Linked DNA regions of Macaca mulatta: region 2 is linked to region 1. Evidence: chromatin contacts called from public Hi-C data. All regions are on one chromosome and are shown on one strand. The core of a region is the stretch at or near the end of the contact, and the rest is flanking DNA. Distances in the headings are between cores, read along the strand shown.

The links. A called contact is a pair of places that touch in the nucleus more often than the background predicts.
Region 2: a contact with region 1 is called in a Hi-C map of fetal cortical plate, with 5 times the contacts expected there. The contact joins the promoter of RPS24 here to the promoter of ZMIZ1 in region 1. A contact is called at or near these places in 3 of 14 Hi-C or Micro-C datasets (fetal cortex germinal zone, fetal cortical plate and liver).

What each region holds. Positions count from the first base shown.
Region 1 is chr9:70,591,051-70,595,816 of T2T-MMU8v2.0, reverse strand. ZMIZ1 (zinc finger MIZ-type containing 1) reads left to right here and starts at 3,067. Exons shown (of 23, transcript XM_077946513.1): 1 at 3,067-3,408. LOC114669967 (a long non-coding RNA gene) reads right to left here and starts at 1,589. Exons shown (of 3, transcript XR_003719346.2): 1 at 1,527-1,589.
Region 2 is chr9:71,606,592-71,611,442 of T2T-MMU8v2.0, reverse strand. It overlaps RPS24 (ribosomal protein S24), which reads left to right and starts at 1,754. Exons shown (of 6, transcript NM_001261027.2): 1 at 1,754-1,806; 2 at 3,216-3,281; 3 at 3,375-3,584. The coding sequence starts at 1,804.

The DNA.
Region 1 (4,766 bases), core at 1,818-4,317:
GAGCCTAGGGCAGAGCCAGGGCCCTGGTGGGCTTTCTGACTTGCTGCCTTGCTTGCACAGAAGCGGAGGGTTGAAATGATCCCTGATTCCATGCTACTAAGTTGAGCCTACTTGGCTTCTCTGCCCTCTGCAGCCACTTCCTGGGTTTCAGATGTAAATACTGGTGGGCGAGTAGGGGGCTCGGATGTGGGGTGGGGGGTGGAGCTTCTGGACAGGAGATTTTGAACATGAGTGGTCACCTCTGAGGTCACCTACATCCCCCAATTCCTGGAGGTGGGCAGGCCCTGGGTACTTATGAGGAATCTGGACAGAAAGGTTGAGAGGGCTGGGCGTCCAGACCTAGCTGGTCATTAAGGCAACAAGAACTGGTCTAATTGTTGGCTGGGCTGGATTATCGAATCCCAAGTCCTTAAATACCCAGAAACTCTCTTTTGGGATTTTGGACCTGGGTATGGGGTGGCTGCTGCCACTGCTGCAATGCTGTGGATTGCTGGGAGTGGGACAGCTGTGGCTCCAGCTACCATTCTGCAAGCTGAATTCCTACCTCCAGAGGTTTCTCAGGTGGCCCTGGTGTACCTACCTGTGAACTTAGGCCACCCACAGGCTAAGGTGGAGGGGCTCCATCCCACAGGAATGTGCTGGGACCATGACTCCCTGGTGTCCCTAGAGGTCTGGAAGTGCTTTCATACCACCCACCCTCTCCAGGGATGCTCAGCTGCCAGCTACAGGGAGGGCGGGGGTGGGAGAGCAGCAGTGATCACAGTCCATGTCCATGTGACAGGTAGGAACACTGAGGCCCCAGAGGAGTGCTTTTTCTTGCACCCAATGGCAGAGGGAGGCAGAATTTCCCCTGGGGAAAATAAAATAGCGGCCCACCCCCGCCCCCCGCCTGCGCCCCCACACACCCCGTCCCCCACGCCCGGGTGGACCTAAGCAGCAGTTTTCTGAGCTCTCAGGAATTCCAGACTGAGTTCACCGGCTGTCAGACTAGCGGAGCCTTGAGAATGAATTCAAAGCTGGCAAATTCATTTTGCCTTCTCTCCCTCGGTGGCGGAAGGAGTGATCTCTCCGGCTCTGAAGGAGTTCAAGCCGAGGTCAGCGAAGCCCTCAGAAGGATGTTCTAAAATGGGGGTGGGGGGCAGTGCTCCGGCCTGCTTCCCCGGTTGGCCCAAGGTCCGCGCTGATCACCGCCCAAGAGGCCCGGGAGATCCGCAAGTCTGTGCTGCACGTCCGCACTCCCTTGCGGACCTCGTCAATCAGGAGGCGGCTCCGGCCGGGCCTGGACATCTTTGGCCCGCCCCAGGCCCCGGGGGAGACCCCCGCCCTGGCCGCCTCCGGGTGCCCGCCCCCGGCGGTGTCATTGTTCTCTGACGTCACGCCTCCGCCCCGCCCCTCTCCCCCCACCCTTCCTCCCCCACCTCCGGCTCCCCGCGCCCGCGACTCTGCAGCCTCCGAAGCCCCGGCAGTGCAAGGCTCCCCCCGCAGCCCGGCCGGGGCTGCGCCCCCTTGCGCTCTCCCCAACTTGCCTTTGTTATTCCAGCTCCCTTCCTTGCCTCGCCTCCGACACGGCGGCAGCCTGCAAAACGTGGAGCGCGGAGTTACCGCCACACCTGGAATCCGAAGCGGGCTCCGCGGGCTCCCGGCCGAAGCCGCCCCCGCCTGCCGGGGAGGGGAACGCGTGCGTGCGCGCGTGTGTGTGTCCAAAGGGGGCAACGCGGGCGCCAATTATGATTGGGACTGAGGGTACCGAAAATCAGGGGTGGGGGGCCTTGAGGAAGGGATATGGAAGAGGAAGTGGGAGAGGAAGGCGTGTGTGTGTGTGTGTACGTGAACGTGAGGATTTAGCGCCCAGGGGAACGTTTCGTGTTTTGTTTTTTGAGTGTATGTGGTGTGTACAGCGATGGGTGTAAGTGTGCAACTGCGTGTCTCTGAGCGTGCCTGCTGTGGCCGTGTAAGCGGGCATCTTAGTGAGGGAAAGTAAGCGACTGTGTGGGGGCGCGTTTGTGGTTTGGGGGGGAGCGTGTTTGCAATGCTGAGGGAGCGAACGTGTGTGCCGTTCGTGTAGGAGTTTCCGTGAGAGTGGCAGTGGACGTGAGCCAAAGTGGGCGCGTACTTGGATGCTCTCGGGGGTGGGTCGGCTAGGGGAACTCCCGCGAGTGGGTGCACCCAACTGCGCCTCGTGAGTACCTTAGCTCTCCGCTACCTCTGGCGGTGCCCAGTCTGGGGCAGAGGGCCGGGACCTAGCCTAGCAGCTCCCACGTAACCCGCGCGCACAGCGCCCCGGGCGCTCCGCGCCGGGCCTAGGGGAATCCACGCGCCTCTGGACTGTGCTAGGTGCCGCGGATCAACTGTGCGCAACCATCCTCGCTCCCCGACAGCTGTCGAGGGACCGCCCTCTAGTATCCCCCAAAGTCCTGGTGGTGGTCCTCTTCCCGCCCCACCCACCAGTCCCCGGGCTGTAGGAACAATTACAAAATCTCCTCCAGGGGAAGGCTTTGGAGATCCAGTTAGCAACTCGCTCAACCCCAATTAGGGTACCTGACAGCTCCCGGGGCCACGAGTGCACTCCAGGCTGGGGCGTGCCAGCGTGGGGCAGGGGCTCTCGGGTGAGCAGAGTGATTTTGGCTTCCTCCCCAAGGTGGTCTCTACCTCGGCTCAGCATTTCTCTCCCTCTCCAAACTTACTGGGGCTGAGGCCTGCAGGGGGGCTGGGGGCTGCAGGGGGCGTCAGGGAGTAGCGGAGGGAGTAGGGTAAGGAAGGAGGTGAGAGGACTGGCGGCGTAGCGGGGAACGAGGAGCCTGGAGGAGAAAAGCTGGGAAAGCGCCGAGACCGAGGAGCGGGGAAGAAAGAGAGGAAGGGAAGGGAAAGGAAAGGCGAAGGAGAGAACGAGGAGAGGCGAAAAGGAAAGGGGAAAGCCAGCGCAAAGCGCGAGCCAAGCCGAGCGGAGCAGAGTCGAGCCGAGCGCCGGCGGCGGCGCGGCGCTCCGCTCCGCCCTGACTCCGCACCGGCTTTTGTGGGCGGCCGGCGGCGCGGGGCCCTTTGGAAATAGAATAGCCAATGTAATCTGACACTTCAACTTGCTCGGCTCCGGGCGAGTTGATTCACTTACTCACCCCCTAACGCCGAGTTCCTTTTCACTGTCTGTGGACATTAAAAAAGCGAGCGGCGGCGGCGGGCGCCGGGGAGAGCTGGCGGCCGGGCGGCAGGCGGGCGAGCAGCGATCCGGCGGCTGAGCGAGCGAGCAACGCCGGCGCAGCGCGGTGACCCCAGCCCCAGCCGGCGCGGAGCAGGAGCCGGAGCCGAGCGGATCTCGGCGCCCTCGCTGCGCTTCTCCCGGCCCGAGCCTGCCCTACCCGGCGGTGGCGGCGGCGCGTCCTCCAGCGGCGGCAGCGGCGCTCGCAGCGCCCGGTAAGTTTGGGGCCAAAGCCAGGCGCCCGCTGGCTCCGGGGCTACCTCCCGCTCCCCGGGGACTCTCGGGGTGCAAGCGTGGGGTGTTGGGTGCTGGGGCTTTTCCCTTAAAGGGTCCCCCGGGGCGGGGCGACCGGCCGGCGGCGCGGGCTCCGCTCCGCTCCCCTTGGTGGCCGGGGGCGGAGGCCCAGCGGCCGGCAAGCTCCCGGCTGCGTGGAGCCGGCTGGGGCTGCGCGCGGGGGCTGGGTTTGTCAGGGTGTGCGGGGCGTAAGTGTGGTCGTGCGCGCGCGGACCCGGTGCCCGCCTCCTGCCGGCGCGCCTCCAGCCCTCGCTCCCTGCACCCGGGGGCCGGGCAGGACCGGGTATCGGAGGAGGGAAGAGAAGGACCGCCTTGGTCTCCTTCGCCTCCTCTGGGGAGATGCGAAGTTGTGCGCCTGTGTGTGTACAGGAACCGCTGGGGAAAGCGCCGGATTTCAGGGTGGCAAGGGGTGGTGGTGTTAAGTTGTGCGTCTGAATTTCCAGGGAAAACATACACTTTTGTAAATGGGAGGTGGGGGCGCGGTTAAGTTGTTTGTGTGGGAATTGCCCGGGGAAAGGCGGCGCGCGGTACAAACGAGGAACGCGGCGGGGTGTGTGTAGGGGTTTCTCCTAGGGCTTCGCAAGCCAGAGGGGCGCTCAGACCAGTGCCTGGACGGGGCTGCCCCGGCCAGGAGGGGAGCCCAGGGGGAAGATGTGCGTGTGTGTGTGTGCGCGCGCGTTGCAAATACGAAAGTAATTTCCCCGTGTTCTTTCTTCCTCTCCGTCTCCGGCGGCGGTGGCCCCGGGGGAGTGGGAGGCCAGCCGGGGCGGAGGTTGGGGGGCCGGGGCTGGAGCCGGGGTCGTGGGGGAGGCGGGCTCTGGAAGCTTGCTTCACATTCCTGGCGTCTGGGCTGGGGAAAAAACAGTGGGGAGCGCGGCCTCGGCGTCTAGGGCGCGGGCAGCGGGCGTGCGTCGCCCCCTCGCCGGGGACATCTGTCCAGGAAGCCGGCCGGGCGGGGAGAGGGCGCGGTGCTGAGGGCAGGCTCCCCGCCCTGGAGCGGTGGGGGCACGGGCGAGGGGCGGCCGCCTTCCCGGCCATTGTGCGCCAGCAGATTTTCACGGGAGACTGCCCCGGAGCCGCCGGAGAAGGCTGGGAGCCGGCCTCAGCCCCTGGTTTAAAAGACACTCCAGGAATGTAAACAACTCGGGCGGGAGGGCGGGCGGACGGGAGCGCGCCAGGGCAGCCGTCCCGAGGCCCCCCATCCCTCCCCGGGGGACAGCCCGTCGGCACTGCCGCCCTGCCCTATCCCTCTACCTGCAGCAAACTTTTTCTTTCTCTG
Region 2 (4,851 bases), core at 505-3,004, 1.0 Mb before region 1:
GGGTGACAAGAGCAAGACTTGGTCTCGGAGGGGGGGGAAAAAAAAGAAAAGAGGAAAGCTGCCCCCAAAGCCTGCACCTTGGACACCTCATCTGCACCAACATTTGGGAAATTATTCTTCTTGTTTCTCTGGAATATGTATATTTACATTCTTTACATGTCTGTTTCACGTTAAGGAAAATATTTCTGGAGCAACCAAATTTTTTCTTCCTTTTTTTGGGGGAGGGAGGAGGGCACGGAGTTTCGCTCTTATTGCCCAGGCTGGAGTTCAATGGCGCCATCTCAGCCCACTGCAACCTCCGCCTCCCGGGTTCAAGCGATTCTCCTGCCTCAGCCTCCCCAATAGCTGGGATTAGAGGTATGCACCACCACGCCCAGATAATTTTTTTTTTTTTGTATTAGAGACGGGGTTTCGCCATTTTGGCCAGGCTGGTATCAAACTTCTGACCTCAGGTGATCTACCCGCTTCAGCCTCCCAAAGTGTTGGGATTACAGGCGTGAGCCACTGCGCCCGGCCTCTAGTTTTTTTTTTTTTTTTTTTTTTTTTTTTTTTTTTTTTTTTTTTATGAGACGGATTTTCTTCGCTCCTCTTGCCCAGGCTGGAGTGCAATGGCGTGATCTTGGCTCACTGCAACCTCCACTTCCCGGGTTCTAGCGATTCTCCTGTCTCAGCCTCCCGAGTAGCTGGGATTACAGACATTAGCCAACACGCCCGGCTAATTTTGTATTTTGTATTTTTTTTTTTTTTTTTTTAGTAGAGACGGGGTTTCGCCGTGTTGGCCAGGCTGGTATGGAACTCCTGATCTCGGGTGATTCGCCCGCCTCGCCCTCCCAAAGTGCTGGGATTACAGGCGTGGCCATCGCGCCCAGCCAAATATTTTTCAAACACTAATTTTGCATAAGGACCAAGATTTGCAGAAAAATACAAATTAAAGAGATCTTTTAAATGAAAAACTCATCATAAAAGTCTCAAAAAATAATACTTACGAACAATAAATTAGAATGGGCAATGTTAAGTACTTGAAATGACAAAGGTTTTAGAGTCAGGGTTTCTGCAGCTTCCCTAGCTGTATAAAGAGGAGACTGTTAGAGAGGATATCCTAAGATGCCTTCCAAGTTTACCCACCGCTAACTCGGAAGAAGGCAATTTATTTTATTTATTTATTTATTTATTTATTTATTTATTTTGAGACGGAGTCTCGCTCTGTCACCCAGACTGGAGTGCAGTGGCCAGATCTCAGCTCACTGCAAGCTCCGCCTCCCGGGTTCACGCCATTCTCCGGCCTCAGCCTCCCGAGTAGCTGGGACTACAGGCGCCCGCCACCTCGCCCGGCTAGTTTTTTTTGTATTTCTTAATAGAGACGGGGTTTCACCGTGTTAGCCAGGATGGTCTCGATCTCCTGACCTCGTGAACCGCCCGTCTCGGCCTCCCAAAGTGCTGGGATTACAGGCTTGAGCCACCGCGCCCGGCCGGCAATTTAAACTAATTTGGTTTACCGGAATTCAAATACGTACAATTCAACATAATAAATTGAACTGAAATTGAACACCTGCTTGCGTAAACCTAGTCGGCTCCAGTTGTTCTGCCTGCGGATTGGCCAGTCTAGAGTTCCAGGGGTGTGGCCAAAGGTCTGTGAGGCGGGGCCGTAGGCAGCTTCAATCAGGCATCGCCGCGGTCAGCCTCGCGGCGCGGCCACGCCCCCACGCCGGCGCTTCCCGGGGTCCTTCCGTGCGCGTTGATATGATTGGCCGGCGAATAGTGGCTCTCTTTTCCTCCCTGACTGTCCGGAGATAGGCAGCCATCATGGTGAGTCTCCCCGGGCCGGTGCAGTCATCTGCTGCGTATCCGAGCCATCCTTCGTCCCCGGGTCCCAGTATCTGAGCTATAGGCGCGCGAAGGCCGGTTGCTCTTCTCTGGCCGTTTCTGTCGGAGGATGGTTGTCGAGAGGCTTGGGGCTGTTGGCAGGGAATCCGGGCTGGCAGGCTGCGTTGCAGACCCGGACACGCTGGGCTTCGGGCTACAGCGCCTGGGCAGTGCAGGAACTGTTGGCGCTTGTTGACTTCGTGGAGCACAGTGGATGGGGGTGCGGGGTGGGATAGATGGACACTGGCAGGCACATCTCATCTGCAGTTCCAAATTGGGCTAGGTAGGCGGCTTGCAGGTGATGGTAGCCCAAGAGGTGAAGAAGGTGCCGGCAGCGCCTGGGCGAGTTGCGGCAAGTGAAACCATTCCCATGTGTAAGCTAGAAAACTTGTCAGCTGAGTGGATCTTCATGTTTCATACTGGGGAAACACGCCCTGGAAAGGGATGTTATAAAAAGGTAGTCCTGCCCTTAGTCATGCGTTATTAGCTTCTCCAGCATCCGTTTTTGACCTTATCTGCAATCTTTTTTTTTCGCCCAAGAATTGAGTACCACTGATGTGGATTTAATTTGGTGTGGTTTCTCAAAGTGAAATGGAGAAACTCTAGCAAGTCATTTGCTGCTATGAAAGTCTCTTGTGCCTCCTTTTTGGTAAAATTGTTAGCGTAAATTGCTTAATGCCTACATTCTTTGTTAGGTATTAAGTAAAGGTGCAGTTCAGTCCTTCAGAAGGGAATACCGTTTTCTCTGATCTCTGCTGTGGTCATTCTAGAAGGATAGATGACATGCACGTAGTGAGTACAAGGCTTGGGTCACATTTGTGCAAGACATGATAAACACAGTTCATTGAGTGTGACCTTTATATGAGCCACAGCAGTTTTTACCCCAGAGAAGTGATTCTCGACTCGGAGTGATTTTTCCCCTAAGGGAACAGTTGGCTAAGTCTGGAGACATTTTTGATTGTCACAACTGGGAAAGGTGGGAAGTCCTTCTGGCGTCTAGTGGTTAGAGGGCTGGGATTTTTATAGTTATTCTAAAACACACAGTCCCCACAACAGGAATTATCCATATGGAAATATCAGTAGTGCTGAGGTTGAGAAACCCTGCCCCAGAGATACACATAATCTAGTGAAGTAAGTTTACAGATTCATGTAAAACCGTTATATTTTCTTGGTGTTTTATGTATTTGTTAGGTGTATCCTGTGAATTTGGCCCTGCCGAGGGGGTTTTTACTTTAATTTGCTACATGATTAATGGCTACAAATTGGACTGCAGCATTCTAGGTCTTGAAAAATCACAGCAAGGCCAATAAAAGTTTGAGTAGTTTTATTAACCAGAGTGTATATGTTTTCAGAACGACACCGTAACTATCCGCACTAGAAAGTTCATGACCAACCGACTACTTCAGAGGAAACAAATGGTAAGGAAGGGCATGTCAATTTTTGCTTAATTGTCCTTTACTCTGAAGATGTATTTTATCATAGTGAACACTAAACTTGATATCTCCTTTTAGGTCATTGACGTCCTTCACCCTGGGAAGGCAACAGTGCCTAAGACAGAAATTCGGGAAAAACTAGCCAAAATGTACAAGACCACACCGGATGTCATCTTTGTATTTGGATTCAGAACTCATTTTGGTGGTGGCAAGACAACTGGCTTTGGCATGATTTATGACTCCCTGGATTATGCAAAGAAAAATGAACCCAAACATAGACTTGCAAGAGTAGGTGTCTTTTCATTTGTTCATCAGCTACTGAAGACCTATTTTTTTCAATGGCGTTGTGTTGTGAGTGTGGTAAAATGGGCAAGACCAAGCAATCTGGGAGACAACTCTGAAGGGATTAAGAAAAAGTTATTTGATAAAATGCACAGGTGGAGTACGGAGGTTCAAAATTGAAGTCTGGCATTTGAGCTGAGTTCAGAAGGGCAGCTGAAGTAGTGTTCTTGGAGTTGGGCTGGGGTAAGGGTTGTTTTCCAGAGGGGAAGTAAGGGAATGTGTTTGGAAAGGTAGCCTGGCACCAAATTCGTTTAGTTTGGATTAAGTCTGAGTCTGGGCTTAAACCCATAAGTAGCCAGGAACCAGGAAAGGTTTTTGATTGTATACTGAGTGTCAAACACTGCAGAGTGAACTATAGCAGTGATCTGGGCTAGCTCCCCAGTTTACATTCTAGTAAGAAGCATTACCTTGAAATGCTTCTTTTGTTTGTTCCTTTAACTCACTTTACCCCATGCTGTTAGATGAACCTTCCCATAGGATAGCTGTGAGGGAAAATTCTGGTGATGTCGTAGATAGAGGCTGCACTTTTTTTTTTTTCTTTTCTTCTGAGACAGAGTCTAGCTCCCAGGCTGCCGTGCAGTGGCGCAATCTTGGCTCACTGCAACCTCTGCCTCCCATGTTGACTCTTCTGCCTCAGCCTCCTGAGTAGCTGGGATTATAGGCATGTGCCACTACACCCGGGTAATTTTTGTATTTTTAGTAGAGACAGGGTTTCACCGTGTTGGTCAGGCTGGTCTCAAACTCCTGACCTCGTGATCCGCCCGCCTCGGCCTTCCAGTGTTGGGATTATAGGCGTGAGCCACCACGTCCAGCTGAGACTGCACTATTTTTTTTTTTTTTTTGAGAGGGAGTCTGGCTCTGTCGCCCAGGCTGGAGTGCAGTGGCCGGATCTCAGCTCACTGCAAGCTCCGCCTCCCGGGTTTACGCCATTCTCCTGCCTCAGCCTCCCGAGTAGCTGGGACTACAGGCGCCCGCCACCTCGCCTGGCTAGTTTTTTTTTTTTTGTATTTTTTAGTAGAGATGGGGTTTCACCGTGTTAGCCAGGATGGTCTTGATCTCCTGACCTCGTGATTCGCCCGTCTCGGCCTCCCAAAGTGCTGGGATTACAGGCTTGAGCCACCGCGCCCGGCCGAGACTGCACTACTTTTAACTGATTTTGCATTCATGTTCTCAGAAGGCCTTGCTGAGCTGGTGACATTGAAGCTGAGATCCT